4 separate regions of the Zea mays genome follow, and all the other regions are linked to region 4. Evidence: chromatin contacts called from public Hi-C data. All regions are on one chromosome and are shown on one strand. The core of a region is the stretch at or near the end of the contact, and the rest is flanking DNA. Distances in the headings are between cores, read along the strand shown.

Region 1 (2,700 bases), core at 199-2,698, 270 kb before region 4:
CTCTGTAGCACAAGAGTTGCTTCAGCCGCAAGCTCTAGTTAGCTTTCTGAATCTCTGAACGTACGCCATTGCGCACCGTCGTCTTGTCTAGCAGAGAGCCATGCATCCTCCATCGCCGGCCATTCGGGATCTTTTTTTTTCGGTGCTGGATCGGATGATCTTGGCTTTAAGGCGGCACCGCCACATGATCCGGTAGTGGGAGCAAAAGCTCGGTCCCTGTCACACACATGCATGGTCTAGGGCTGGGCTGCGTGTCCTGACGTACGCAACACCAGACGTACGTGTGCCTGCTTTATGGTTGGTTCCATGGCTGGTGCTTTCGTTCCTGCGATGCGAGGATAAGAAATGCGAGTGCACCTGCGGTCCTGAAAAGGATACAGATCAAATCAAACTTTGATTATAATTACCAGGTTTACACAAAAAAGGTGCCAATAAATTTATCTTTGTATTTTGTTTCGTAGTATACTTGTCAGCTGTATGTTTGGTTTCCGCCACAACTTTCCTAACTTTCCCGTCTAAATTTAGGGGTTGTTTGATTCTATAACTATGGTGCCAAAAAATTGCCAAACAATGTTATGTCACATTTGCCTAATGTGCATAAGGTTAGTCGCTCAAATTCTACGCCACAGTTTGCCACGCCTAAGAGCAACTCCAATAGTTATGTAAATTTTAGCTCTCTAAATCACAGATTTAAGAAGTGCTAAATGGCTTTTGAAGTAAAAAAATGTGAGTTCTCCAATAGTTCTCTAAATATAGGTTGTAATTTTGTTTTGTATCTATCCACATAAAAAATAAGTCACAAAAACTATATAATGCAGTCAACATTTTTGTTTAGGGAGTTGTTAAATGGTTGACAAATGTAGAGAGAAAATGAGGTTAGATGACAAGTTGTTAAATTTAGAAAGTTCATTTAGAGAACTGTTGGAGAATAATTTTCATGTTAACTACCTAAATTATTGATTTAAGAAGTCTTTTAGAGAACTAATGGAGTTGCTCTAAGCGAATCTTGTCACAATTTTATCGGTCATTGACGAGTGAGACCTACGCAGCAGGAGAAAAATCTTACCATAACTGTGGCTTTAAATTAAACTAAACATATGCATAATTTAGTCAAACTTATCTAATCTTAGATGTGGCGAATCGTGACAAGTTAGACAATAAACCAAACAACTGGGGTTCTTCAACTCAAACGAAAAGCTGTGGCTTCTTAAGCAGGAAACCAACTAGTAGGCAAGTAAAGCAGCCAACCTTTTTGACAGATGAAAATCGAGGACCCACATGTATGAAGATGACTGGCAATCATCTTGGGCATGACTGGCAATAATCTCGAGCGCATGCCGTATGCGAAAGAAAAAATCTCTCGTCTGCAGTCCAGCTTGGACCGTGGGGAAGCAGCATATCCTTTGCGGCCGCAAGAGACGCGGCGTAGAACAAAGGAGCCGCCAAGACGGCAAGGCGCCAAGGCGACCGGACAGGCCTAGGCGAAGCGGGCGCAGCTCCTGCCGGTGGTGGGTAGTGGCCCTAGCAATAAACATCTTGCCCAACCGGCTCTCGCTACGCGCCTACGCTTCGTCAACACCGGAACCGCCCCCACCCCGCCCCGAGCGCCAATTGCACCGCCGCTCCCGGCCAAACCGGCCAAGTCAACGGCGCATCCACTTCTCCTTACCATCCCGGAGGTAATCTTGCGCCGATTCGGTGCCGATTTGCGCCATCCGCGACCGGAGGCTCCGCCGGGTCTTGTGTTCTTGCGGGGCGGGGGCTCAGGACAACCTGGCCTCTGCTTGATTGGATTCGGGGCGTTCGGCGCCTCCAGCTCGCGATCTTTCCTGCCGGTTTCGTCGACCGCTGGTCAACCTGGCCGGTCGGTCCCGGGGGCTCTTCACCTCCGTGCTGCCTGCCACCGTCGCTTTAGGTCGGTATAGTACAGCTGCATCCTCTCTTTACTTGTTGGATTGGATCCACCGGTGTCTATCTCCTCTCCTGCCAGGTCACGGCCTAATTCGTGGAATTTTGTTTGGTGGTGCATATCTCCAGTCAAGTCTCGGCCAAGATTTTAGCTATCTCCGGTCAAAAGGCTTTACCGATTCTTGGATTGGTGGCTTCTTGGGGGCGAGAAGCCGGTTCCTGTTTCGTCTCTTGTGCTCCAGCATGTTCTGTAGCACACCGGTTCCCCATCTCCAGTGAAGGTGTTCGTGTGCTCTTGGTTTTGTGCCTCCCGGAATCGTTCCCGGAAAGCTACTTTTGGCCGCTGCGGCGATGGCGTCGAGCACCAGCGAGATGGCCGAGGGGAAGGAGAAGCTGAAGAGGTCCGGCAGCTTGGGAAGCAACGATACGTATGTGCGTGCAGACAAGATTGATCTTACGAGCCTCGACATCCAGCTGGAGAACCAGCTCACCAAGACCTGGGGCAAAGCCAATCTCAAATCCCAGGGGCCAAAGGAGGAGTGGGAGATCGACCTTGCAAAGCTGGAGATCCGCTATGTCATCGCTCAGGGGACGTATGGCACGGTCTACCGGGGCACCTACGATGGACAGGACGTCGCAGGTATTGATCTAGCTCTGCTTCTTTCAAAGTGTATGATAATGTTGCAGACAGGCTCACTTTGGTAAAAGTCTTATGCTGTCTTATGGATTCAAGGTGAAATAACATACCCCATGACTGAAACAATATACCCCATGATTGAAACAATGCTTCTG
Region 2 (2,700 bases), core at 3-2,502, 390 kb before region 4:
TTAAGGTTAGATGGTGGTGGCTTGAGCGTGGTGTGCCCTGACCTTAGCCAATAGCCAGAGGTGAGGCAAGTCCTTAGGCTATAAGGCTGTGGGGTCAGCAATTGTCGCCGCACAATAATTTCTTTTGTTGCAGTTCTCCGAAGGCATCTTGGAGGATAGCCATCCCCAAACACTGATAGTATTAGTACCGAGTTAAAGAGTTATCTTGGTGGGCAAGTTCAGATCTCCTTTGGATCAAAGGATAAATTTCTAAATCCTGCGTTTTTCATGTGTTTTTGAAATAATTCCCGTGAAATTCATGTATCATTCCTACGTTTCAAAGGAACCCTCAAGCACAAAGGTCCAACTCAGATGTTAGAGAACTTCCAAGAATCTTTCTAAAATTTGCTCTATAAATTATAATTTAGAGTCATTCGAGTAAAAATCGTTTTCTATATCTTTATACCATCCAACAACCTTAGGGAGTCATTATCCTTCTCTATTCTTGGCTAGCGAGAACTTGAAATTCAAAATAAATGTTGTCTGTATTTGAAGATTCCAATTAAGGCCATATTTGGTTTCACGGATTAGAGGCCTGGAACGATTCCTAGCTAAATTATTTCTCTAATTTATATAAGTTTTGATGAGCCGAAACGAATCGTAGTCCATTCCTAGATAAACGGACCGACTCTAAAGAGAGACTGAGAGTATTTTTTTTACTAAAATCACAATTTCTGTAAATTGTGAATAATATAAACAGTCATCTGAAGTTATTCCAAATATGTAAAATATAGAAGAGTATAAAAAAAGGAACCTATTGTTTTAGCTTTTCTACATACCTAGCTTACCAAAACAATTTTTTTACTGGAAAAATAACTTATCATTTTTGTTGTTTTCCATTTGTAGTGCGCGAGTAGCCAAGTATACCAACATGCTCACATAATACAACACGTGCATGAGTTTTATTTCCAAAAAAAAATTGCACGCGTGCTTTTATTAATTTTGTGAGGATGTCGGTCAGGGAGGATCTATGTAATACGATGTATATCAAGTGTTAAGTGTAGACAAAAGGAATATTTTTATATAAGAATATTATAAAAATAGTTATAAAAGCCGCGTGCAGTCGTGCAGATGGGAAATTGTCGCGTGCAGACGTGACGCGAGGAGCGCGGCGTGGACCCCAGCCGCCACCTGGCGAACGACGGCCACGCAACTCTTGCGACCACACGGGCATTTGGTCTCCTCCATTCGTTGAGTGCGCGCGCGGCGCGGCGCGGCGGCTTGCCATTACCCGTCCTCTCTCTTACCCCGTCGTCCTCTTCACCTGCAATTGAGCATTTGCTTGCTCCCCCTCCCCGACAAAAACCCCCTGTCCCGTCGAGCCTCGCATCCCTAGTTCCCTACAAGCAAGGAAGGAAACCCGGGCAACACGACACCGGCGGTGCCAGTGCCACGGAAAATTAGCCGGCTCCCTCCCCGACGTCCGGCGGCGGCCGAGCAACGGTTCGCTCCTTCACCCGCTCTTCTACTCCGCCCCCCGCCGTCCAGTGATCGTCGACCGTCCCGTCCGTTTCTAAGTCTCAGCTCTTCCATTGTGGCTGTTGGTTAAAAGTTCGTGGGCGCCCAGGATACCGCCTGTCTTGTCCTCAGGGGGATTGTTTTTACTGCTCTCATTAATATGGACCTCATGTTTATTCTATCTACCCCGCTTTTACATTTTGTGGGTCTTCGTTGCGTCAAGGAGCAGAAATTTTCTGGGAGGGAAAAAAAACTTCGTCGATCAACCGATCTCTGTGTTTTTATTAGTTGGCCATGGAAATCCTTACTTGAAACTTAAACTTATATCCCTTTCCGTGGCCCGTAAACTGTTAGTATTGTCTGTCGGTGAGCTCAAATGCTTCATTCTGAAAGAGAGATTTGATGTATACTGATCAGCAATCTCTAAATTCAATTTGGTGACACCGTATGAGTCATTTGGGCTCCAAAAACCTATCAGATGTTGTCTACTCCACAAGTTCACGACAGGATGCTTCGTTCTGACAGAATGACTTCTCTGGATCTGCAGGTGCTGGCTCCCAACATGGAGACATATACCACAGACGACGCGCTTACCATTATGGGGTTTGGAAAATTCCAAGCGCTTGTTCTTTTCTACGCTGGAATGGGCTGGGTTGCAGAAGCTATGGAGCTCATGCTCTTGTCGTTTCTCGGGCCATTCATACGAGAGGAGTGGAACGTCTCCCCAGAGAACGAGAGCCTCCTTTCGAGTGTTGTCTTTGCTGGCATGCTGCTAGGTGCCTGTGCTTGGGGCTTTGTTTCCGACAAATATGGACGGAGGTAAAAGATTTCCTGGTACAAACGCTCTCATGGTTTGGCTGCCAACTGCAAACCTTCCTGACCTTGAGTTTATCATAACCTCAAATTAAACACATCAATTCTTAAGGCTCAATCTACATGTTTCTGAATTCTGATATCCTGCTATCCAACTATGACATATGTGCTGATAGGATATTCTTCTTTGTAGGATTTTGAAGCATAAAGAAATGTGTGCTTGATATGATGTGATTATAACCGCAACTGCTTACCAAATTACAACATCAATGCTGAATAATGTAATTCAGTAACAAGTTACCAGCACATTTAAACCTAATGGCAAATTTGACAAAAAAAATGAAGGAATATGCAATGTTTTCTCTAGCATAAATTCTACTTTCATGCAAG
Region 3 (2,700 bases), core at 123-2,622, 440 kb after region 4:
TATCTCTTCACAGAAACACAAAAGGGAAGCAAGTCCAAAAATCCAAAATATGACAAGCAAGCGGTTCCCCCAATGGTTCCATGGTCTTATATATAAGTAGGCATTATTAATTTGTAGTGCGTGCTTATTGAGCCCTGACCATTAACCAAAATCCCTACACCCTTATTAGATACTAGTATATACAGGACATAAATATTCAGTACATGTCATGTCTGCCCATTGGAGACCAAGGTAGCAGCAGTACCAATTTTCATATCGGTCATCCACCTTATGCTACTTTAGCAGTCACCCAGAAATATGACATTTTTGCCCATATAATATTCTAGTGACTTATAGTATCCCTTTCCTTAAACAAAATTGAATAACCATAAGCAGGAATTACGCGCGGACCAATCCCCTGGGCATCGCATCAAATGAGCAGCGCGGAGCTGAGATCGGCACCCGGATCGCGTGAAGAACCATACTGTTCCGGATGAGATCCGGGCCGGAGTACCTCACCTTTCCATCCGGAGGTGGAGGCGGGAGAGCGCGGGGCAGCGGGGGAGCAGCGCGGCGAGGAGGCCGGCGCCAGAGGAGGCGAGGACGCGAAGGCGGAGCTCCTCGGCCGCGCGCCAGACCCGGCCCGCGCAGTCCCGCCAGCCTCGGCTGACCCCGGCGGCGGCCATGACCCCGCGGGGACCGAGGCGGTGCAGAACCTCCGCCATGACCTCCCTGGACACCGCGCGGGCGCCCACGTCCACCGTGGCCTCCTCGTCCAGCTCCGCCTCGTCGACGTCCTCCACCTTGGGCTTCTTCTCCGGCGAGGACGGCGTGCCGGCCTCGTCGAAGGAGAGGGCGCGGCGCAGCCCGTGCTCCCCTCCGGCCCCGGACGAGGAGGAGGGCGACGCAGCGCCGCCGGGGCCGGGGCCGGGGCCGACGCAGACGTGGCCCTTCTTGGGCTGGCCGCAGCGGCCGCAGTTGTAGTTGCCCCGCGTCTTGGGGCGTGGCGGCGGCGGCGGCTTGGGCAGTGACGCCATGGCCGGGGCCCAGGGGGCGGGGGTTAGGTTAGGGTTTGGGAGGCGCGGCTGGGGTCAATTCAGGGGAGGGGGAAATAGCTGGGGCAGCGCCGCGCGGGAGACTGGGGAGGGGTTGGCGCCATTTTTCGGGGCGCGAGCCGCGAGGAGGATGGATGGATGGAGATTGGAGAGAACACCGGAGCTGAGGATTTGGTTTCCGCGCAGCGCAGCGCCGCGCCGGCCACGACGCAGACGCAGCTGCCTGCCTCTCTCTCTCTCTCTGTATCACACTTGACACCACAGCCAGTCAGCCACAGATCACACCACAGTCACACAAACATGCACGGGGGTACAACCGCCACGAGTGAAAAGGAAAAAAAAAATGGAAGGAGGGCGACGAGACGTGAGTTGGGTCGGGACGTGATCCGCCCGGAATACATGCGAATTCCTTCCGAATCCGGCTTCGTTCTTGCCGTGCTTTTGCACCAAACTCATGTGTGAAATGACGCAATGTCTGCCGGCAATGTGCTTCTGTGACCGCAATGTCCAATTGTCCATTCCAAGACGCGGTCATTTTGATTTATCCCATTCATGACTTCCTTTTAGTAACCAGACACTGAGCTGGCCAGGATCAGCTTTGCTTTTGCCTCGTTACAAAAGATCCGATCGGCTCGTTAAGCAGAGAAGGAAGAAAAAAAAAAAGATGAGCTAGAGTCACGCCTTGTCTCAGCGCCGTGAAGAAGCATCCTTCTACGTCCATCTTTTACTCAAACAGCTCGAGTATGTACGGCAAGCTAAAATACAGGAAATGCTAGTGCGCTTCTCTCTATGAGGGACCTAGTTTGGGAAGGGAATTGCAGCGGATTTTAGCCTCTTAGGGCTGATTTGGTGATTAGGGATCCCTAGGGAATCCATGGGAGGAATCCCCTTGCAATTCAATTTTGAATAGCAAGAGGATTTCTTCCTCTCGGAATCCCCGGTCACCAAATCAGGGATCCCAAGGGGATCTATGGGGAAAGAATCCCCTTGGAATCCCTTAGCACCAAATCAGCCCTAATTTACTCCAATCCGCTCTAAAACAGTGAATTGAAGAAGATTAAAAGGGGACAAAAAATCCTATTCAAAGTTAAATAGGTAGGAAGAGATTTAATTCTCTTGGACCGACGAACAAGGCATAAAAGCGTTGCAAGTGTCCTAGATAGAGATTAAAAATATGATCAAAAATAGAACGATACCATTTTTTTATATAAACAAATAAGCACTACCCATCAGCGGCCGGCAACCGTACGTATCACCAATTCATTTACCCGTATTTTCCGTACGTATGATGCTATGAACGCCAACCGAAATTCCGTAGTACGTCGGTTGAATGGAGAGGAGACAGCAGTCATGTTGGCTTTAACAGGCTCAAAGTGTGCGTGGGAGGGGGTATCTTCATGGGCCAAAGCCCAATGGAATACGGAAGAAAAGTGTTCCAGTGTCATACGTCAATACGGCAGGACATGGATTTATTTAACACGGTCAGTCTCACTAGTGCATCTTTTCAACCTAATCAAGAACTCGGTGTTGAGAGCGGTTAAGCTCAATCATATCCCCCTTCGCTGCGAGAGAGAGAAAAAAAAAACAAGAGAGGACTAGGTATACTAACCTATCATATCATGGACATGGCCCATGGGCGCGGTTGCTGTGCTGGGCCCGGCCGCCA
Region 4 (2,700 bases), core at 47-2,546:
AGAATGACAGAACAAAACAGGAATGGTGGCAGAACACGGAATGACCGACTACTCTTGCAGCCTTAATAAGTAGTAGAGATTTACATCCAATCTAAGACCAACTCCAACTTTTTTTAAAAAAAGATACACCTACATACTATGCATGTCTAATCGTTTCCCTTATACAATATAACTCATTTGTTTAATATTCTGTGATCAGTTTTAAAATTTTAAAAAGCATATAACATGTAGTATCCTAATACACATTATTATCGGGTTATAAAGACTAAACATGGTCAACATAGCAAATAAATAAGTAAATGACATAATTAATATATAGAGATGAACAATACTCCCCACTATATATGAAGTCGGTGGGGAGCAGTTGTAGAGTTTCAACCCCAAACCACATCGGACGTGGGGTAGAACACGATTCCAGGACAGCGTTGGAAACCGTCTCAAGTAGTATCACTGAAGATTCGATTATAAGATAATCGCCATAATTTAGAATTTTACATTATAGCTGGATTGGAGTATTTTTTGTAGTACTAGCTGTCGGGATTGTTTGCATTGTAGGTTTTCCGTAGCAGTTTGAAAGAAATCCAATTCCTATGTTTGGTTTACATCACTTGTGTTTATTAGAACGGAAGAACATAGTTTTCCTTTCGTGTATAAAATGGAGGAGTAAGGGTATGTTTGGATCGTAGCCTCAGTTGCCACACTTTGCCTAACTTTTCTGCCTAAGGTTAGTTCTTCAATTCGAACGACTAACCTTAGGCAAAGTGTGGCATAGTTAGCCACGAACCAAACAGGCCCTAAAACATCTACTTTATGCTCTTGGAAAGTTGCCACACGTTTAAATGAAGGGATGAACAAGTGCTTATTCACTCGAATGAAGGAATCACCATATGGTTATATTCCTATGTTCCAAACACCAATTTCTACAAGATTCATGAGTGAACAAGTAGCATCCTATGTTTCAATCGTCACTTTTTTTTACCTACACTCGTTTTCTATTTCCCCCCTTTTTATCAGTTTTGTATTGTATTCCTTCTCTCCAAATAAGTCCTTAGAGCAGTGATGAAAATTAAAATAAAATCAACGTACTCGTACTGTGTTGACCAGCATAATAGATGACACAGGAGTAGTACACGTCCTTTTCCCCATTGCTAACCGTAACACATGCTTCGTTGCACGACTCGTAGAAAAGTTACATAAAAGAAGTGAAAAAAGGGCCCGTAGAGCAAGTGAGGCCTGGACGGACGACGAGACGAACCAAGGCTATAAAGGCAGCGGAGGGCTTAACCACCCGCCCCACTCTCTCTCTCTCTCTCTCTGAACTGGCATTTGGGCCATCGATCACTGGTAACGCGCCCGCTCACTCACTCGCATCACACTCCGTAACTCCCCGACCCCCGCGCGCATGGGCGATCCCCGGGCCCGCACGTCCACCGTCGCCGCCGGCGAGCTGCGGCCGCCGGAGCCGCCGCTCGACCCGCTCGAGTTCCTCTCCCGCTCCTGGAGCGCCTCGGGGCGCGCGTTCGCGCCACCGCCGCCGACGCCGCCGCCGGCCGCGCACGCGCTCGCGGCCAGCCCCATCGCGGAGGACCCCTCGTGCGAGTTTGACGACGGGGTCGCCGCCGCCGCCGCCGCCTCCGGGAGCTCCTTCTCCTTCGCCTCCGCGGCCACGTCGCAGCTCATCATGGAGCGGATCCTCGCGCAGTCCGTGAGAGCCTCGACCCGACCTGTTCCTTCTCCCTCTACTCCGATCCATCTCGCTTTTTTTTTCTTTCGTCCTCCTCAAAATCGCACTTACTAGTTTCTTCTTTTTTTTTAAAAAAAAAGAAAGAGAAGCCGAATCTGTTGGCAACACCAACACCAGTGCGCCATTAAATAAAAAACAGTGTGCTTTGGTCGTTTTTTATTTGCCGATTCGGGATCTTTTTGTTGCCTGGCTGCATTTTACTTGGTTGGCTCCATCGTTTGTGTAGAAACCGCTCGATTTCATCATCTGCCTGTACAGTTTTTTGCCAAATCAGCCAGCTCTCCTACTGGTTTCACTCTGACCTCGGGTTGGGACAAGGAGAAGCTGCCAAACGAGAGATTTGTTCTCCTGCCATGTCCGGAACACCCAGATATAATCCCCACCTTTCTTTCTACTTAAGTGAACTACGCAGCTTAGCCGCCATTAATGGTCAAGGCTCGGCTCTTCCATTAAGCACCATCAATTCCTCGCGCGACAAGCATGCCTTTTCCCTCCGAGAAACTTGATTTCAGTTGTGTTTTTTTTGTGTGTTCCTGCTAACCTTACTGCACCTCTCTCTGAATCCCGGTTCCTGATGTCTGAACCACGCACTCTTGCTGTGCGTTCCAACCCTGCAGCAGGAAGTGGCGCCGCTCACCTCCGGCCGGCTCTCGCACAGCAGCGGCCCACTCAACGGCGGCGGCTCTCTCTCCGACAGCCCGCCGGTCTCGCCGGAGATCGATGACGCAAAGGTCAGTTCTTGCCTCGCCACCTTCACGTGCCTCGGGGATACTACTTGTCGCACGTACAGCTTCTCTGCAATTTTTTTGTCTGGCAGTAACCTGCAGTTTCTTACGCGGTACTTGTTTGGCTCACTTGCCGCTGTTGAGTGAGCCGTACTAGCTAGACGCCATTACATTAGCTGTTTCAACGCTGTCGCCGTTAGATTAGGTGTTTTAACTGCGTTGCTAGAGTAA

Evidence for each region. Hi-C and Micro-C count contacts between places; a contact is called where the count stands out from the background.
Region 1: a contact with region 4 is called in a Hi-C map of bundle sheath, with 2.4 times the contacts expected there. The contact joins the promoter of LOC100274496 here to the promoter of LOC100278869 in region 4. A contact is called at or near these places in 3 of 25 Hi-C or Micro-C datasets (bundle sheath, endosperm and leaf).
Region 2: a Hi-C map of bundle sheath shows a contact between it and region 4, with 2.3 times the contacts expected there. The contact joins the promoter of LOC100125647 here to the promoter of LOC100278869 in region 4. A contact is called at or near these places in 2 of 25 Hi-C or Micro-C datasets (bundle sheath and ear).
Region 3: a contact with region 4 is called in a Hi-C map of endosperm, with 2.1 times the contacts expected there. The contact joins the promoter of LOC103643714 here to the promoter of LOC100278869 in region 4. A contact is called at or near these places in 2 of 25 Hi-C or Micro-C datasets (endosperm and leaf mesophyll).

The regions. Positions count from the first base shown.
Region 1 is chr1:259,128,997-259,131,696 of Zm-B73-REFERENCE-NAM-5.0, forward strand. It overlaps LOC100274496 (Protein kinase superfamily protein), which reads left to right and starts at 1,449. Exons shown (of 7, transcript NM_001148854.1): 1 at 1,449-1,915; 2 at 2,038-2,548. The coding sequence starts at 2,260. It overlaps LOC111590566 (a long non-coding RNA gene), which reads right to left and starts at 1,912. Exons shown (of 2, transcript XR_002749691.2): 1 at 1,249-1,912; 2 at 1-365.
Region 2 is chr1:259,008,012-259,010,711 of Zm-B73-REFERENCE-NAM-5.0, forward strand. LOC100125647 (major facilitator superfamily protein) reads left to right here and starts at 1,253. Exons shown (of 6, transcript NM_001112578.2): 1 at 1,253-1,482; 2 at 2,045-2,316. The coding sequence starts at 2,060.
Region 3 is chr1:259,840,513-259,843,212 of Zm-B73-REFERENCE-NAM-5.0, forward strand. LOC103643714 (F-box/LRR-repeat protein 17) reads right to left here and starts at 1,373. Exons shown (of 11, transcript XM_008666886.4): 1 at 499-1,373. The coding sequence starts at 1,016.
Region 4 is chr1:259,399,532-259,402,231 of Zm-B73-REFERENCE-NAM-5.0, forward strand. It overlaps LOC100278869, which reads left to right and starts at 1,297. Exons shown (of 7, transcript NM_001152005.2): 1 at 1,297-1,705; 2 at 2,362-2,475. The coding sequence starts at 1,403.